Regions from separate parts of the Mus musculus genome. Here region 1 is linked to region 2. The links are chromatin contacts, called in public Hi-C maps. All regions are on one chromosome and are shown on one strand. Each heading gives the region's core, a stretch centred on a gene start, on an enhancer-like site or on the middle of the called end of the contact. The rest is flanking DNA. Distances are from core to core; before and after follow the strand shown.

Region 1 (4,138 bases), core at 1,244-3,743, 210 kb after region 2:
AGGCTTTCCAAATATTCCCTCCACAAAAGGGGCTTTTGAATGAGGCTTATTTGATTGAAAGATGTGACTTACACCCTCATAAAACATATCAATATCTTAGAAAACTAGACTTATCATTATTTCATTGAAATATTAAAGTACCTCAGTTGCTTCTTGAGCTGTTGATTGAGTTTGCTGTTCAAATCACAGCACTCAGATCAATAAATATATTATTGTCGTACAGATTACTATTTTTTATATTTCAATATTTTATAATTTCTGGCAATAATATAAGAATGCAAAGCTGTAGTGTAGCTTGTATGTATCCTATACTCATAAATGATCATGCAGTTATACCAAATTAGTTCCAGAGAGGATAACTGTTTCTTAATTGATGTGTGTGCATGTGTGTGTGTGTATGTGTGTGTGTGCATGTAATAACTTTATGTGTCATATCTACATATCTGTGGGGAGCAGGTCTATGCTCCTGTATGTGCATGCAGAAGTCAGAGGATGACATCAGATGTTCTTCACTAACTTTGAAATCGTTTCTCACTGAACCTGAAGCTAGACTTTAGTTCCTACAATCTCCTGCCTCTGTCCCCCTCTAAAGGATGAAGTCATAAGTGTATGTGACATCACCTTGATTTTTCCATGGACATCAGGGATTTGAACGCAAGTCCTAACGCTTGTATAGCAAGTGATCTTACCCACTGAGCCATACCCTGACCCTTTCAGTTAATTGACTTGTTTAGTTAACTGAAGGGAAGAATGGAAACTGTAGAGCCCAATGTAGAAATCACAGATTTAGAAAAAACAAAATAAGGGGGTGTGGTGCTTTGAATAGGTTTGGCCCCTTAGGTTCATGTGTTTGAATGCTTGGCCCATAAGGAGTGACACTGTTATGAGGCGTGGTCTTTTGGATTAGGTGTGACCTAGCTGGAGGAAGTGTGTCACTGTGGGGGTGAGGTTTGAGGTCTCTATGCTCAAGCTCTTCCTGGTGTATAGTTTTAGTTTCCTTCTGGATGCCTTCGAATCAATGTGTAGACTATTTCTCTCCTCCAGCTCATGTCTGCCTGCATGCCACCATGCTTCCCACTGTGACAATAATGGACTGAACCTCTGAAACTATAATCCAGCCCCAATTAAATCTATTCTTTTTTTTTTTTTTTGGTTTGGTTTGGTTTATTTATTTATTTATTTATTTATGTTTTGATTTGTTTGAGACAGAGTTTCTCTATGTAGTCCTGGCTCTCCTGGAACTTACTCCATAGACCAGGCTGGCCTCGAACTCAGAAATCCACCTGCTTCTGCCTCCCAAGTGCTGGGATTAAAGGTGTGTGCCACCACCGCTCAGCTAATGTATTCTTTTTTAAGAGTGCCTTGGTCACGATGGCTCTTTACAGCAAAGGCAACCCTAACTAAGAGAGAGGGAAACATCATTCAGGCCCTTGTTCTATAGATAAGGATTTTTGCTTCAGGAATCTTTAACCATCTTCTAAGCCCTGCTGCTGTTATGATGGAGCCAGAGCAGACACACTCTGGCTTAGGTCGCCATGGGTCAAAAGCACAGAGTGTGCTTTGGAAAATTGCCAGCTCATCAACCACACATGCTTCCAAGCAGCAGAAGATCTCAATGGAACAAGAAATGAAGTTAGCTTTGCAAAATACATCAATATGAATTTCCTTTACACTCCCAAGGAATCTTCCTGAATATTCACAGTTTTAATATTCTGAGTGTAAACTTTCCTGGGTGGCAAATCGCTTACAATAGCTGGGGAATCAGGACAAAATGCAAGGGAAAGCAATGTCCCCTTAGTCACAGTCTCTGTCTCTCTGTCTCTGTCTCTGTCTCTTTCTCTGTGTCTCTCTGTCTCTGTGTCTCTCTGTCTCTTTCTCTCTCTGTCTCTTTCTCTCTCTGTCTCTCTCTCTCTCTCTCTCTCTCTCTCTCTCTCTCTCTCTCTCTCTCTCACACACACACACACACACACACACACGCCCACCCCAAATAAATTTTTATACCCAGTATTGAGGTAACAAATGTTTGTTTCGTTTATTCTCTCCTGATGTTTTACTTTTATCAATGAAAATAAGAATGAGCCGCAGCAGTCACACTCAGAATGCTTGTCAGAAATGTGCATGCTTTATAATTAATCTTATTAAGGGCTGGCTAGACAGCTAGGGGATCCGAGAGCCAGGGTGTGCCCAGCTGTAAGGGCAGTAACTAGTTTGTAGATTGATGAAGATGATTCTGCATGGTGACCTTTGTTGGGCTCCAGGTCACTTCTCTGTTAGCATAAGTCTTTTGTTCTGACTGTGTGTGTTTATGGGGTAGAGAAGGGGAACGTGCCAGAAGGGTGTCCTCATGGGGTCTCCCTCCTTCTTGTTTTGTACACAAGCTGGCCTTCCACTTCCTCCACTTCCTCGATCTTGTGGTTCTTGCCATAACCCATCCTTTCCCTCAGGAAAGCAGGCTCATTTGAGAACCACACATGTGGCAAAAATTGAAAGTGATGAGCAAGTGCCTTACCGTGCCCTGTGTCACCTTAGGTTTAATGCCTCAGAGGCTGATATCTATCACACTGAGACCGCAAATACAAAAATGTTTCCATCTTTATTCCGGATACACTCAGTCCTGAAAGCTGAGAATTTTGCATCTATCCATTCAACCAAGTGTGGGCACTGTGCAGTTAGGCCTGTGGCAGTTGCATCTGTGCAGAATTTAAGGCTGTTTTTATTGCTATTAGCCTGCCATCAATGCAGTGCAGATGTTATAAGCAATCTAAAGATCATTTAAAGTTCGCCAGAGAAGGAAGCTGGGGAGACGGCATGTCAGTAAAGGGTCTGTCACACAAGCATGAGGATATGAGTTCAGATCCTCAAAGTCACATCAAAAACTAGGTACAGCAGATTGTGTATATAACCCCTACAGTTGATTGGCCAGTCAGCATAGCCAAATGGATGAGCTTCAGGTTCAGGGAGTCAGAGAGAGCCTGACTTAACAAAAGGATGAAGAATGCGATGTTGTCCTCTGGTCTCCACATTCACATACCTCAAGGAGGTACCTATGTCTCTGTCTCTGTCTCTGTCTCTCCCTCCTCTTCTCCTCTCTCTCTTTCTCTCTCTCTCCCCCCTCTCTCTCCTCTCTCTCTTCTCTCTCTCTTCTCTCTCTCTCTTTTCTCTCTCTCCTCTCTCTCTTCTCTCTCTCCCTCCTCTCTCTCCTCTCTCTCCCCTCTCTCTCTCCTCTCTCTCTTCTCTCTCTCCTCTCTCTCTCCTCTCTCTCTCCTCTCTTCTCTCTCTCTCTCTCTCCTCTCTCTTACACACACACACCAATTCTGGCAAGATCCTCTTAGATTAGATGTAAATACTGCACCAATTTAAACAAGAGAAGTGTCAAATGTATGTATTAAATTCTCTATATGCTTGGATATATGTTTAATACCACCAACTGCAGTGTAACAAATATGCCTATAAAAATGTGTTTGTGAAGGACTTCATCATAGCATCTTATTGTTTATGAAGACTCAATTAGTTGAACAGCTCAAACTTTTTTTTTTACTGGTAAGGATTCCTCTAGAACTTTGATATCAACTGGCAGTTCTTCCAAAGTAACTTCACATATCTTCAGTATTGAAGCTGCATTATGTGGAATGTGGATTCTACAGATGAGAGAATTTGGAGATTAAATACTGGGCTAAGCTTGTGTGCAAAGGAAGCAAAGGAAGAACAGACCTAAGTCAGATGTCCCCCTTCTTCAATCCTCCTATCACTTTGCTGGTAAGAACAGGTTGATGAGACCTGTAAAAGTAACTTTTATTTGCCCAACATAACTGTCATCTCTGAGATCTACTCTTCAGCCTACTAACTTATAACTATCCTGATAAAACTGCTGTGCCCCTCTCTCTCTGCCCTGTTCCCTCTTAAGTACCCTCTTTCCTCTTTGCTCTAGTGAGAAATGGTGAGAATTGGGCATATCCTATTCTGCAAAATCTTTTTCTAATTTGTCTCGTCATCTGCCACTTAATTACACATCACTTTCAAACACAGGTGCTTCCTTCTACAAACTAACTTTACCTTCATTGTTTTGTACTAAAGGTGTGTGCTAAGGGCCTGTCTGTAACCCAACTAGAATAACCATGTTGCTGGATTAACATCCCTC
Region 2 (3,989 bases), core at 252-2,751:
GTATGTATGTATGTATGCATGCATGTATGTATGTGAGGGTATGGGTGGGTATGGGTATATATGTATGGGTTTGGGGTTTTAGTTCTCTCTCTCTCTCTCTCTCTCTCTCTCTCTCTCTGAGGGGGTTGAGGGAAGTTTTTGGGTATCCACAGAAGCAAAAAAAAAAAAAAAGGGTATTGGATCTTTTAGAGCTGGAGTTACAGATTGTGTGAGCTGCCCCTGTATAGATGCTTGGATCTGAACTCTAGTCCTCAGTGAGAACAGCAAAGGTTCTTGGTGGCTCAGCCATTGCTCTAACTCTGTGACTTTGCTTCTGTGGTCTTGCCTATTGATATGTACTTATTGTTGATGAAAATATGCTGTACGGTATATCTACCATACAGATAAGTATATCACATTTTGTAACTAAAAATTTTCAAGTAATAAATCAAACACTTTGATTTCATAGTACAGTCATATAAATTTCATTAAAAGCAAGAACCCAGTAGGAATCCTGTGAAAAAGTTTCAAGATAATTAAAAGAGAACACACTGCTCCAGAAGGTTGCTGATATAGCTGTTAATCTAGGCTCTCTCACTCCCCTCCCTGTACTCACACCACACATATACAGCTGTTTTTACTTTGGAATCCAGCTGTCATTTAACCTTTTGTAACTGTCCTTATAATCTTCCTCTTATTTAACCATGTTTCATAGTTACATTCTAATGCCATCATTTATACATTGTAACATTCGCTCTTTATTTATCTCAAACACTACACTTACAATAAGCCATGGAAAGGGAATATATCAGAGTTCAGCATGTGTGTCACTATCTTTCTCTTCTTGGAAATAAATCCAGTTGTGTCTTCTCCATAGGATACAATGTGGCTGATCAAATGAGATCATATCAAACATGGGGACACAAGCAATTATCAGCTGGTATTTTTGAATGGGTTTCTCCAGGCCATGTTCACAGATATGAATCATTGTGCATTGCTTCCAGTCCATACTCATTATAAACTCAAGCAAGCATCTCACAAAAGGGCAGCTATAAATATGCAGAGACAAAATACTAATTAGTAATTTTCATTTTATCACATCAAAAATTTAAAAAAAGAGAACTTTTAGAAAGTTAAATATCTTTGTTTTTTGGTGTTTAAAATCTGTATGCGATTTAAACATATTTTTAAATGCTTTGTGTTCAATAGGAATTAAACTTTTAAATGCCCTCAAATTAGATTTCCATATTCATGAACTACAAGGTCCTTTGTTCAATTTTTTTTAGATTAAGTTTCCTTATAACAAATAAAATCAAAACAATTGAAAATGTTAGCTCCTATGCAAAGACCCTCTTGAAAACATTTATTCATGTCTCTTATTATAGCTAAATTGATTCTCGGCTTCCTCGCTGCTGCAAGCAATAACAGTGCTTTTATTGACAGAGGTGGACTAGAGGTGGGGAAATCATTAATGGCTTCCATTAAGCATCCTGAAACCTGCCTATGTGTCACTGGAAACAGGTGCTTGCTTCACAATGTCAGGAGGTCCATCACCTTAGCTGCTAGCAGCATGCAAATCTCCACCAGCCCAGCAACCCTGGCACAGCAACATGCTATTCAGGCGTTTACTGCTCCTCCTGCTTCTTAGTCAAAACTGCGGGATTGTGGCTGTCCTGCCAAGCAAGCATCAGGAGAATCGCTCCGTTGTCTGTTTGAATTGAGTGTTGTGAAGCAGGAGGCCAAAGAGAGGGGGAAATCTAATTTGAGAACCGCAGACTGAATCGTTTATCACAAAATGCTTCCCTGGAGTCAGCGTGCCTCCAGAGCTGAGAATAAGTAATCACAATCCAGTGTTTGGAGGAAACACATCAAAGTGCCTTTGTGTCCTCACCTTTGTGGGCAGGCTTGCTAAAACTGTGCAGCAGTAAAAAGAGTGTTAAGTCCTAATTTAGCCTAATTAACTAGGAGACAGATGCTAATGGAATCTGGTATACCTTCTTGAGGTTACAGGCTGCCGCAAATGGAGCCATGCCCAGCCACAAAGAGTGGGCTCATTTTGCCTAGTCGGAAGATTACATAACTATGAGCAGTGTGCATCTACATCTGAGATTTCTCTGCTCTTACACAGTTCATAGTAAATGCAAGTGGGTTTTATTATACTTATAGTTATGTGTATACTGCAATGCTACTAAGTTGTACACACACACACACACACACACACACACACACACACATTCTATTTTCTTTGCAACTAGTGAGAAACTACTAGTATGTGTATGTCTCATGTTACCCAATACATCACCCATTCCTATATCCCCAGTGATTTTTAACCATTTGAATAAGAAATGTGCATGGATCTGGGGGAAATGTCTTCAAGCCCCTTTAAGTTGCAAGTCTACATTTGTCTCATTAAGGGAGGATTCCTGGGAAATCAGAGCTTGCTAAGAACTGTAACTTTTAGAACAAACACCCTCTTTGAAAAAAACCATAGAATCATCAGAAGCAATAGCTGAAAAGTAATGAATGAGGAGAAGTTAGCCCAAGGCCATGTGTTGGATGAAAAAGTGAAGACAAAATGCCATCAGGTGTCAGGTGACATCAGGAGGCAGGTGGTAAATATGGGTGTCTAGGTATCAACCAGGTCAATATCCTCTGAACAGAAGGACCAATCAACACATTTGTAGGAATAATCATCAAGACTGTCTGAAGGAGAAGGATGCCATTCATAACAAAGCAGTTTCCCACCGCTCTGAGGTTTCCCCATAGGAGTGCTAGTTATGTGCAACTTGGAAGTAAACACCCTAGCAGGCAGAAGGGACTGGGTGGTAGGGGAACAAGAAGTCCCATAGACGGTACCGTGCAGGGCTGAAAGCCTGGAAACAGGACATGGAGTGTGAGTAAGGACAGAAAAGGAGAGAACTTGGGTTCACCACTTGAACATATAGCCGACTTAGAATCTCTTCTCGGTGGGGGGTCACATTCTACCATAACTGGCAACCTGGAGGCTCTCCCATGCAGAATTAGCTTGGTTTGATTTGTACTCTGAGATAAACAACAACAACAACAACAAAAACAAACAAACAAACAAACAAACAAACAAACAAGAAAAACCTTTCCTGAAGCCAAACTCAGTGTGATCTGGGTTAGTACCATGAACTGATCTTCTTTCTGATGGGGACTGGGCTAAGGTAGCTGTGTAACATGGACCAGGATATTAGCCTTGTTGGAAATTCAGGCCATTGGCATGGAGAGTCTCCAGAGTGGGCGCTGTTCTCTTTTAAAGATATCTGCAGATGCCCAAGCAAAGTTAAGTAATTGGCATCTTACAAGCTGACAAAGCAGAACAGACTATAGCTCCACCTCCTGTGTATCTTTGTCTAAGCTAGGTGAGGAAGGTACTAACTCCATGACAATATGAATAAAGAGAGCAGCTGGCCCCACACAGTTCCTCACATGAGAAGACATGCATATCTCCAGGGCAGGTGAGAGAAGGGACTCTGTGAATGATTGAAATGGAGGGACAAGGCAGGGACATACATGGACAATGACATAAGTGCAGTAGAGTGTCCCATGCAGGGAAGACCTCAGCATCAAGTTTCTGCAGGTTAGGAGACTACTTGACAAGGATATAAACTGGGGAAGTCTTGCAGGTTGCATGCGACAAGAAGACTGGGAACCACAGGGTAACAGGTAGAAACAAAAGTAGGTGGACTTTAAAGCAACACTACTCACCTCTCATTTGACATAAACACTGTCAATTAAAAGAAGCACAGCTCAGACATCAGCATCCCTCAGAATTAGGATCAAGAATACCAGTGACATTGTCTCCACTACTCAATGCACATGGTGAGCATGTCTAGTCCAGAGGCCATGTGACTTGGTACATCATAGCTGTCACTGGACATCCAGAGGTGAAGACTGTTTACTGCTCTTTCAGAGGACCCAGGTTTGTTTTCTTGCACCCACACTAGCTCTCATAACCACCTGGAACTTCAGTTCCAGAAGATCTG

What was found. Hi-C and Micro-C count contacts between places; a contact is called where the count stands out from the background.
Region 1: a contact with region 2 is called in a Hi-C map of the N1E-115 cell line, with 5 times the contacts expected there. The contact joins two enhancer-like sites. A contact is called at or near these places in 8 of 484 Hi-C or Micro-C datasets (the N1E-115 cell line, cerebral cortex, embryonic stem cells and 5 more) and 2 of 115 datasets of contacts at active chromatin or transcription factors (both in astrocytes).

Annotation. Positions count from the first base shown.
Region 1 is chr8:16,320,103-16,324,240 of GRCm38.p6, forward strand. The region is part of intron 10 of Csmd1 (CUB and Sushi multiple domains 1); the gene reads right to left. Among named protein-coding and RNA genes, the nearest start is that of Gm16347, 110 kb to the right of the region's middle. Within about 2 kb of position 2,494, at least 3 of the 459 cell types and tissues checked have an H3K27ac peak or open chromatin away from gene starts, as enhancers often do. A contact at or near this core is called in the N1E-115 cell line, where this site is marked.
Region 2 is chr8:16,113,435-16,117,423 of GRCm38.p6, forward strand. All of the region lies in intron 26 of Csmd1 (CUB and Sushi multiple domains 1), which reads right to left. Among named protein-coding and RNA genes, the nearest start is that of Mir3106, 53 kb to the right of the region's middle. Within about 2 kb of position 1,502, at least 47 of the 459 cell types and tissues checked have an H3K27ac peak or open chromatin away from gene starts, as enhancers often do. A contact at or near this core is called in the N1E-115 cell line, where this site is marked.